Regions from separate parts of the Mus musculus genome. Here region 1 is linked to region 2. The links are chromatin contacts, called in public HiChIP or PLAC-seq maps. All regions are on one chromosome and are shown on one strand. The core of a region is the stretch at or near the end of the contact, and the rest is flanking DNA. Distances in the headings are between cores, read along the strand shown.

Region 1 (3,243 bases), core at 546-3,045, 160 kb after region 2:
AAAGCTCCAGGCTGGGGGTGATGGCCGTGATGACAGAGCAAGGGCCCCTGGGACAAGTGTTCCTCATTTTTGAGACGGATACTCAGAAGGTACCACACCCTGAGAGCATCTGCTCCTTAGGGGCACTGTTAGTTAGGGGCTGGGTGGAGCAGGCTGGGGTCTGGCAATCGTGATTCCCAAAATGGTTCACAGAGCATCGCCCAGGATCACAGCTCTAGATTCTGAAACCAGGAGTCTGACCCTGGGCCAGGTACTTAATTGATCCTATCTCAATGCTCTCCCAGCTGACTCCCACACAGGCTGTACTGGACCCACTGCAGGGAAGGAGAATCCCCTTGAAGAGATCAACTACAGCCCTGCAAAATCCAAAGCCCCGTGGGAAGGATCCTGAAGATGTCCTTTCCAAGAAACTAAATAAACCAGGGGGTCTGGGCCATATGCCCAGAAGGTTCCCAGCAGAGACCATACTCCGCTCCCCAGGGATGAGGGGGATATGGGACTTCTGACCCATACACCCTACACCATCAACCAAGACCTAGGAAAGTCCCTGCCTTCCTCTTCGGGGGACAGGGGTGCCACGGGAATCACACTTCATGGAAAACTATTCTGCTTCAGATAGACAAAACTCCCAAAGTTTATAGGGTTCTCAAGATGAAAAGAAGGCTCCCTTCACTGCTCGCAGTCCCCACGCACAAAGGACTGGGCGTGCTTCTTTCTGATCACTCTTAATCACAGACCACGGCTGTCCTCCACACGAAGCCATGGTCAAAAAAAACAAAAGACAGACTTTCCTTCTCTAGGTCATCAACTGATTCTAAGGGTCTGAGCTCCAACTCAGATGGGCTCAAGACACTAGCAACTTTTTGCCTTATTAGCCCAAGGCTGCTCAGTAGTCCCTGCAGCGACTTGCCTAGGGCACGCTGGCCTTGACAGAGGAAGGTCATTGGCCACCAAGTTTCTGCAGTTTCTGCATCACATAGTACCTTGGGGACCGGGAATGAGGAGGTGGGGGGTGGAGACGACACTCAGGGGCGAATTCCCGAAGAGTCCGTGCTGCAACCAAGACTTAAAATAGATAAAAGGCACGCCCTCCCTCTGCCGCCCCAGGCCCGCGGCAGGTCACAGAGAGGCATGCGGTCCCTAAGCCCCCCAGCCCGGCCCCGAAGCACCGGCGACCGGGTCCCTGCAACTAGGCCAGCGGCTGCATCCCGCCCTCGCCCCGCCCTGCCCCCTGTCTACGCGCTCTCTTTGCGAACGCCGGGCCCGAACAGCCGCTCCCATTGGCCGGCGGCCGCGTCCGTCAGCGCGCGGCGGAGCCGAGGAAAAGGCTACAGTGGAACAAGGCGGGCGAGTGCGCGGAGGAAGGAGGCGGAGGCTGGGCCGCCCGAGGCCCGCGTCGGGCGGTGGCGACGACCTGCGGGCCCGGGCCACCTTGAGACCCGCCCCGCTTCCGGTGCTCCGGTCCGTGCCCCGTCGCCTGCCTGCGCCCCCGCTCCCCAGTGTCCCCGCGCGCTCTTCGCCGCGGCCCCCGCGCCGGTTGGCGAGCCGCCCAGCGTCTTCCGAAGCCATGTTCACGTTCATGGCCACGGTGGCCACCGGGCCCACTCACCTTCGCGGGCTCCCACGCGGGGCGGCGAGCCGGGCCGGGGCCGGGGCGGCGGGACGCGGCGGGACGGGGCGGCCGCGCGCGGGGTCCCCGGCCGGGCAAAGTTTCAGCGCCAGCGGCAGCGCGGCGGCGACTCGCTGCTGCTCTCCTCCCCTGCTTTGACCACCATCTTATTAGTACAGGAAATGACATGGAAAACGGAAGAAAGCGGCGTTTGGGGCAGACGCGGACCCCCCAATTCAGGGGGCCGGAGCCGAGCCTCGCTGAGCCCCGCGTCCCCCGAGCCGGCCCCGCGCGGGAGCTCGCGCGTCCCCGCCGCGCGCCCCACGGGGAGGGCGACGCTGCGGAGGAGGAGCGGGCTGCGCCAACTTTGTGCCTGGGATACTTTCTGGGGGTCGTGCTAGAAAGTTGTGGCGTTTGCGCAAGCCCATCCGAGGGTGCCTCCTGGCTCTGCCCGGCTTCGACGTTGTCGGTCTACAACCCAATAAATAGTCAGAGGGCGATAAATGCGTTTATAATTTTAACCCTTACAGGGTCCTCTTCCGGGCCCCTTTAACCCTTTGGTTGCTCAGCCGTTTGGAAGTATCAACTGAAGTTGGGTAACATGCGTCCCATAGAACACCAAGGGAAAAGGGCCCTGGGGCCTGTGAGAAAAATTAACTATTTACGTGGGGACTAAAGGGTGAGTGTCACTTGCTGTTCAGATCAAAGTACAGTACCAAATCTGAATACAAAGCTGGAACGGGACTGTGTCCTAACTTAACTTGCCTAGTGCCTCATTGTATCCATCTGCAAAATGGCACCCAGCAAGAAAGATAGTGAAGGGATGTAGTAAGGCTGGGGTGTTTAAAGGAAGTGTGAGTGGTCAGAGGGAACCAGAACAACCCTACCCCAAGCCCTTCTTTGTAATGACCCCAAGGGGAGGCTGCTGCAGGGTGGGTTCCCTGGCCGAAGGAGGGCCTCACCTTAGGCTGGAAGTTGCCAAAAAGGATTCTACCTGAGTAAGAGATCTTGGAAGGCCTGCCCAGTGCCAGGTAGTCCAGGAAGGTCCAGATAGTCCCAAGAAGGTGTCACCTCAGGGGAGCCGATTACCCAGGGAAAGGAGCTTCCACCAGGGCGATCCCAGAGGGCTTTCCAAGGTCAAGTACTCCTGAGGATGCTTTGCTTAGGAGACCTGATGGGGGCTGGGACAGGAGGCAACTTCTCTTATTTCTCTTGACCTTGGTAACATAAACGCTTCTTCGGCTCCCTTGTCTGTCACTTGCAGTATGACCTTGAGTGTCTGTAGCTATGACCCTGTTTCCTCTTCTTGCAAAGCTGTAAAGGTCCAGCTGCCAGCTCTAGGGTGAGCCCTGAGGGTGTATGTAAAGAGCCCAGAAGCAGCTGTAATGCTATGGAAATGGCTAGGTGCTTGCTGTGTGTCCACAGTGTAGCTTTCTGAAGCACCGGGTCGTGTGTGGGATATGGATGAAGACCTGGATCTGTGTATCCCATTGTGGCTCCAGCCCAGTCAGAAGTCTGTAGGACTACCTCAAGTTCTAACTAACACCTGGGAGAGGGCAGGCTCAGGAAGAGAGGCTGAGGAATTAGCCACTTGTCCCTTATGAGGGGAAGAGACCATACATGAAACAACATCA
Region 2 (3,114 bases), core at 197-2,696:
GCATAAATGTTTTTGTGTGTTGTTGTGTTTTATAAAACATACAGTGGTGTGGTGAAATGAAGTGCCTGGGCGGGCCCATGCCAAAGTGTTCCCTCTGAAGAGTCAGACACAGGACAGGCTTAATATAAAAGGGAATTTATATGGGACCTGGGGAAAGGGGGTTGAGGCAGAGAATGGGGGACAGGGAAGGACTGAAAAAGAGAGGAGAGAGAAAGAAGGGAAGAGGCCATCCAGGGACACATAGGGAGAAAGAGAGAGAATAGGTAGAGAGAGAGAATAGGTAGGGGGGCGGGGGAGAAGATGGAGAGAGAAAGAAGCCTGAACAGCCCTTGTATGCCTGGCTCCAAGCTTATATACCTGGCTGTTGCTAGGTAACTGTGGGGCGGAGCCTAGAGGAAATGCTAACATCTGGGAGGGATTGTCTTGATTTCAGGAGTTGGTGTGGGACAGATCCAGCTTACTGTGGGTGGCACCATTCCCTAGGCAGGGGGCCCTAAGTTGTATAAGCATAAGAAGGAGCTGAACATGGACAAGCAGACATGCATCACGCTCTCTCTGCTCTTGACTGTGAAGATGACTCAAGTTCCTGCCTTGACTTCCCTGGTATTATGGTCTACAACTTGGAATTGTGAGCTAAAACTCTACCTCTTCTCCTTTAAGTGGCATTTTAAGGGTACTTTATGACAACAGAAACTAGACCTGAGTACTAAATACCCCGTGTCTGTGGCTGCTGCCTCTTCATGCAAAATGTATTGAAAGCCCAGAAGGGTACCGACCTTTGCTAAGGATTTCCCACAGGTCAGGTGCCTTGCCACATTTAGTCTTGAAACGTCTGTGAGGTGGATGCTTTCTATGCCCAATTCACAGATAAGAACACAGGCTGTGCACAGCCGCCCTAAGACCAGATTCACCCAAGGAGTTTTAAGGTGGTGGCCTCAGGCCCTCCATCACCATTCCTGATATGCGGAACAACTCTGTGACCCACAGCATGTCATGGAAAAGAAAGCATGGTCTTTTGACTGCTGAATATTGTCCTTTCTTTGGCTTTATTCTGCTTCAGTGGGTGGCTTTTTGTGTGTTCTTAACAGAGTACAAAACAGACAAGGGAAAATGATGAGGTGCCATTTATCATCTTGCCCACCAGGGGGCAGCAAGAGGCCACATGAGCAGAGCCTCGACTCGCTGATTCTTAGCTTTGCTGAACAGGATGGAAGTTTGAGAGGAAGAACACCCCTTATTTCCAACATCCTTATTTTTCTAATAAAACAAAACAAAACCAGAATACCACAGGATCAGGTTTCTTCCCTAGAGCCAGTTATAGGGAACCATGAAATCAACAAATGTTAATTAGATATTCGTTAAGCCAATTCCAGCTCAGATGTGGTTGCCCCCAACAGAGCTTGCAGTCTGGTAAAGTGCAGGAACAATGGGAAGTGACTGTGGGGAGGGCTGCGGAGAGGAGAGGGCAGGAAGAAGCTTGAGCACTAGCGATTTCCGCACCCCCTACCCCCACCCCAGCCAGGCCAAAGGATGAAAGGTACCTAGGCTTTCCAGCAGCTGGGACAAGAACTCCAAAAGGAAGAGTGTGAGGGGCTAGATCGAGACTGAGAAAGATGCTTAAGGAGCCAGAGGCAGGGTAACTGCGGTGCCTGGAACGCGGTCTTATACGTCTGAACGGGGACATGATCTCTCAGCATCCTCACCACGAGCCTGAGTTTGTTCACGCCTATTACTACTTAAAGCCCTGGAGGTTAAAACGATTTAGCAAAGGCTATAGGGTCCTGAAAGGCCCTAGTGGGGACTTGAATTTGAGTCTGTCAGCTTGTCCTTACTATCCCAACAAGGGCAGAGCTAAGACTAAAAGCCCAAGATCCTGTGTGAGGGTCACTTCTCACTGGGAGCTTGGCAGAGTTCCTTCCTTGCCTCTTGGCAGCCGGTAGATCCTGTACAGAAATTCCAGTCGCTGCAGGCTCCTCCCCCTCCATCTCCACTCACTGCTGGCTCCTCTCCCTCCTATCTCCAGTCACTGCAGGCTCCTCCCTCTCCATCTCCAGTCACTGCAGGCTCCTCCCCCTCCATCTCCAGTCACTGCTGGCTCCTCTCCCTCCATCTCCAGTCACTGTTGGCTCCTCCCTCTCCATCTCCAGTCACTGCTGGCTCCTCCCTCTCCATCTCCAGTCACTGCAGGCTCCTCTCCCTCCATCTCCAGTCACTGCTGGCTCCTCCCCCTCTATCTCCAGTCACTGCTGGCTCCTCCCTCTCCATCTTCCAGGACCACTTGCCTCTTCTATGGCTTTTGTAAGGATACTTGTCACAGGGTCCACCTAGATAACCCAATGTAATCTGCATGTAAGATGCTTAACTACAGTACAAAGACCCTTTCTCTGAGTGCCACTGTCTCTCATGACCTGGGGTGGGTGTGTTCCCAGGAACCCTCAGATACGAAAATCTGAGACACACAAGCTCCTTGTAAAAGAGCTGCATGTGACCCCCAAACACCCTACCTCCTGCATACTTTAAAACAGATTTGCTATGATCCTTATTGTAATGTTTAATAATGGCAGAATAAAAGCTGCTGCATGCTTGGTTCGCTACAAGCCCAAATCTTTTCTTTCTTTCCTTTTTTCTTTTCTTTTCTTTTTTTTGTTATTTATTTGTTTGTTTGTTTATTTATTTATTTATAATTTTCAGTCTGTTTCTGTTGAGTCTCCAAAATGTCTGGATTATACAGGGAAGAACCTCTGAGGGAAGGGCAGCCCAGGCCCTGGGCTGGAAAGTTCTGGGGTTGGGGCAGGGTACGGACTGCCAATGCTGGCATAACTTGGAGGTCTGGTCTGCTTTCATATGTAAAATATTCACCTCAGTCCCTTGTCCCAGGTCCAAAACCAATGGCAGCCACCATTCATCTCACTGTGACATCAATACGAGCCCATTACCTGGGTAGCACTAGGTCAGGCGCATAGCCATGAGCAGATGCCACCGATCCAGAGGCTGCACCTGAGATCCAGCTTTGGGAACTTCCATGACATGAGAACAAGAACCAGGTAGGAACATTGGTCACCCTTTCTCCACAGGTCCCCACGGTGGGTACCCTGACCTGTTGGGCTGCATTTC

The links. HiChIP or PLAC-seq counts read pairs in DNA pulled down with a chosen protein or histone mark.
Region 1: a contact with region 2 is called in an H3K4me3 HiChIP or PLAC-seq map of craniofacial prominence, with 4 times the contacts expected there. The contact joins the promoter of Prdm11 here to the enhancer-like site in region 2. A contact is called at or near these places in 10 of 39 promoter capture datasets (the 3T3-L1 cell line, the C10 cell line, cranial neural crest and 7 more), 6 of 484 Hi-C or Micro-C datasets (the BV-2 cell line, embryonic fibroblasts, embryonic stem cells and 2 more), 13 of 115 datasets of contacts at active chromatin or transcription factors (a beta-TC-6 cell line, craniofacial prominence, double positive thymocytes and 9 more) and 3 of 9 other capture datasets (adipose tissue, liver and pancreatic islet).

Annotation. Positions count from the first base shown.
Region 1 is chr2:93,044,370-93,047,612 of GRCm38.p6, forward strand. Prdm11 (PR domain containing 11) reads right to left here and starts at 1,796. Exons shown (of 8, transcript NM_001368848.1): 1 at 1,610-1,796.
Region 2 is chr2:92,882,050-92,885,163 of GRCm38.p6, forward strand. All of the region lies in intron 2 of Gm13791 (a long non-coding RNA gene), which reads right to left. Among named protein-coding and RNA genes, the nearest start is that of Syt13, 31 kb to the right of the region's middle. Within about 2 kb of position 1,447, at least 33 of the 459 cell types and tissues checked have an H3K27ac peak or open chromatin away from gene starts, as enhancers often do. A contact at or near this core is called in craniofacial prominence, where this site is marked.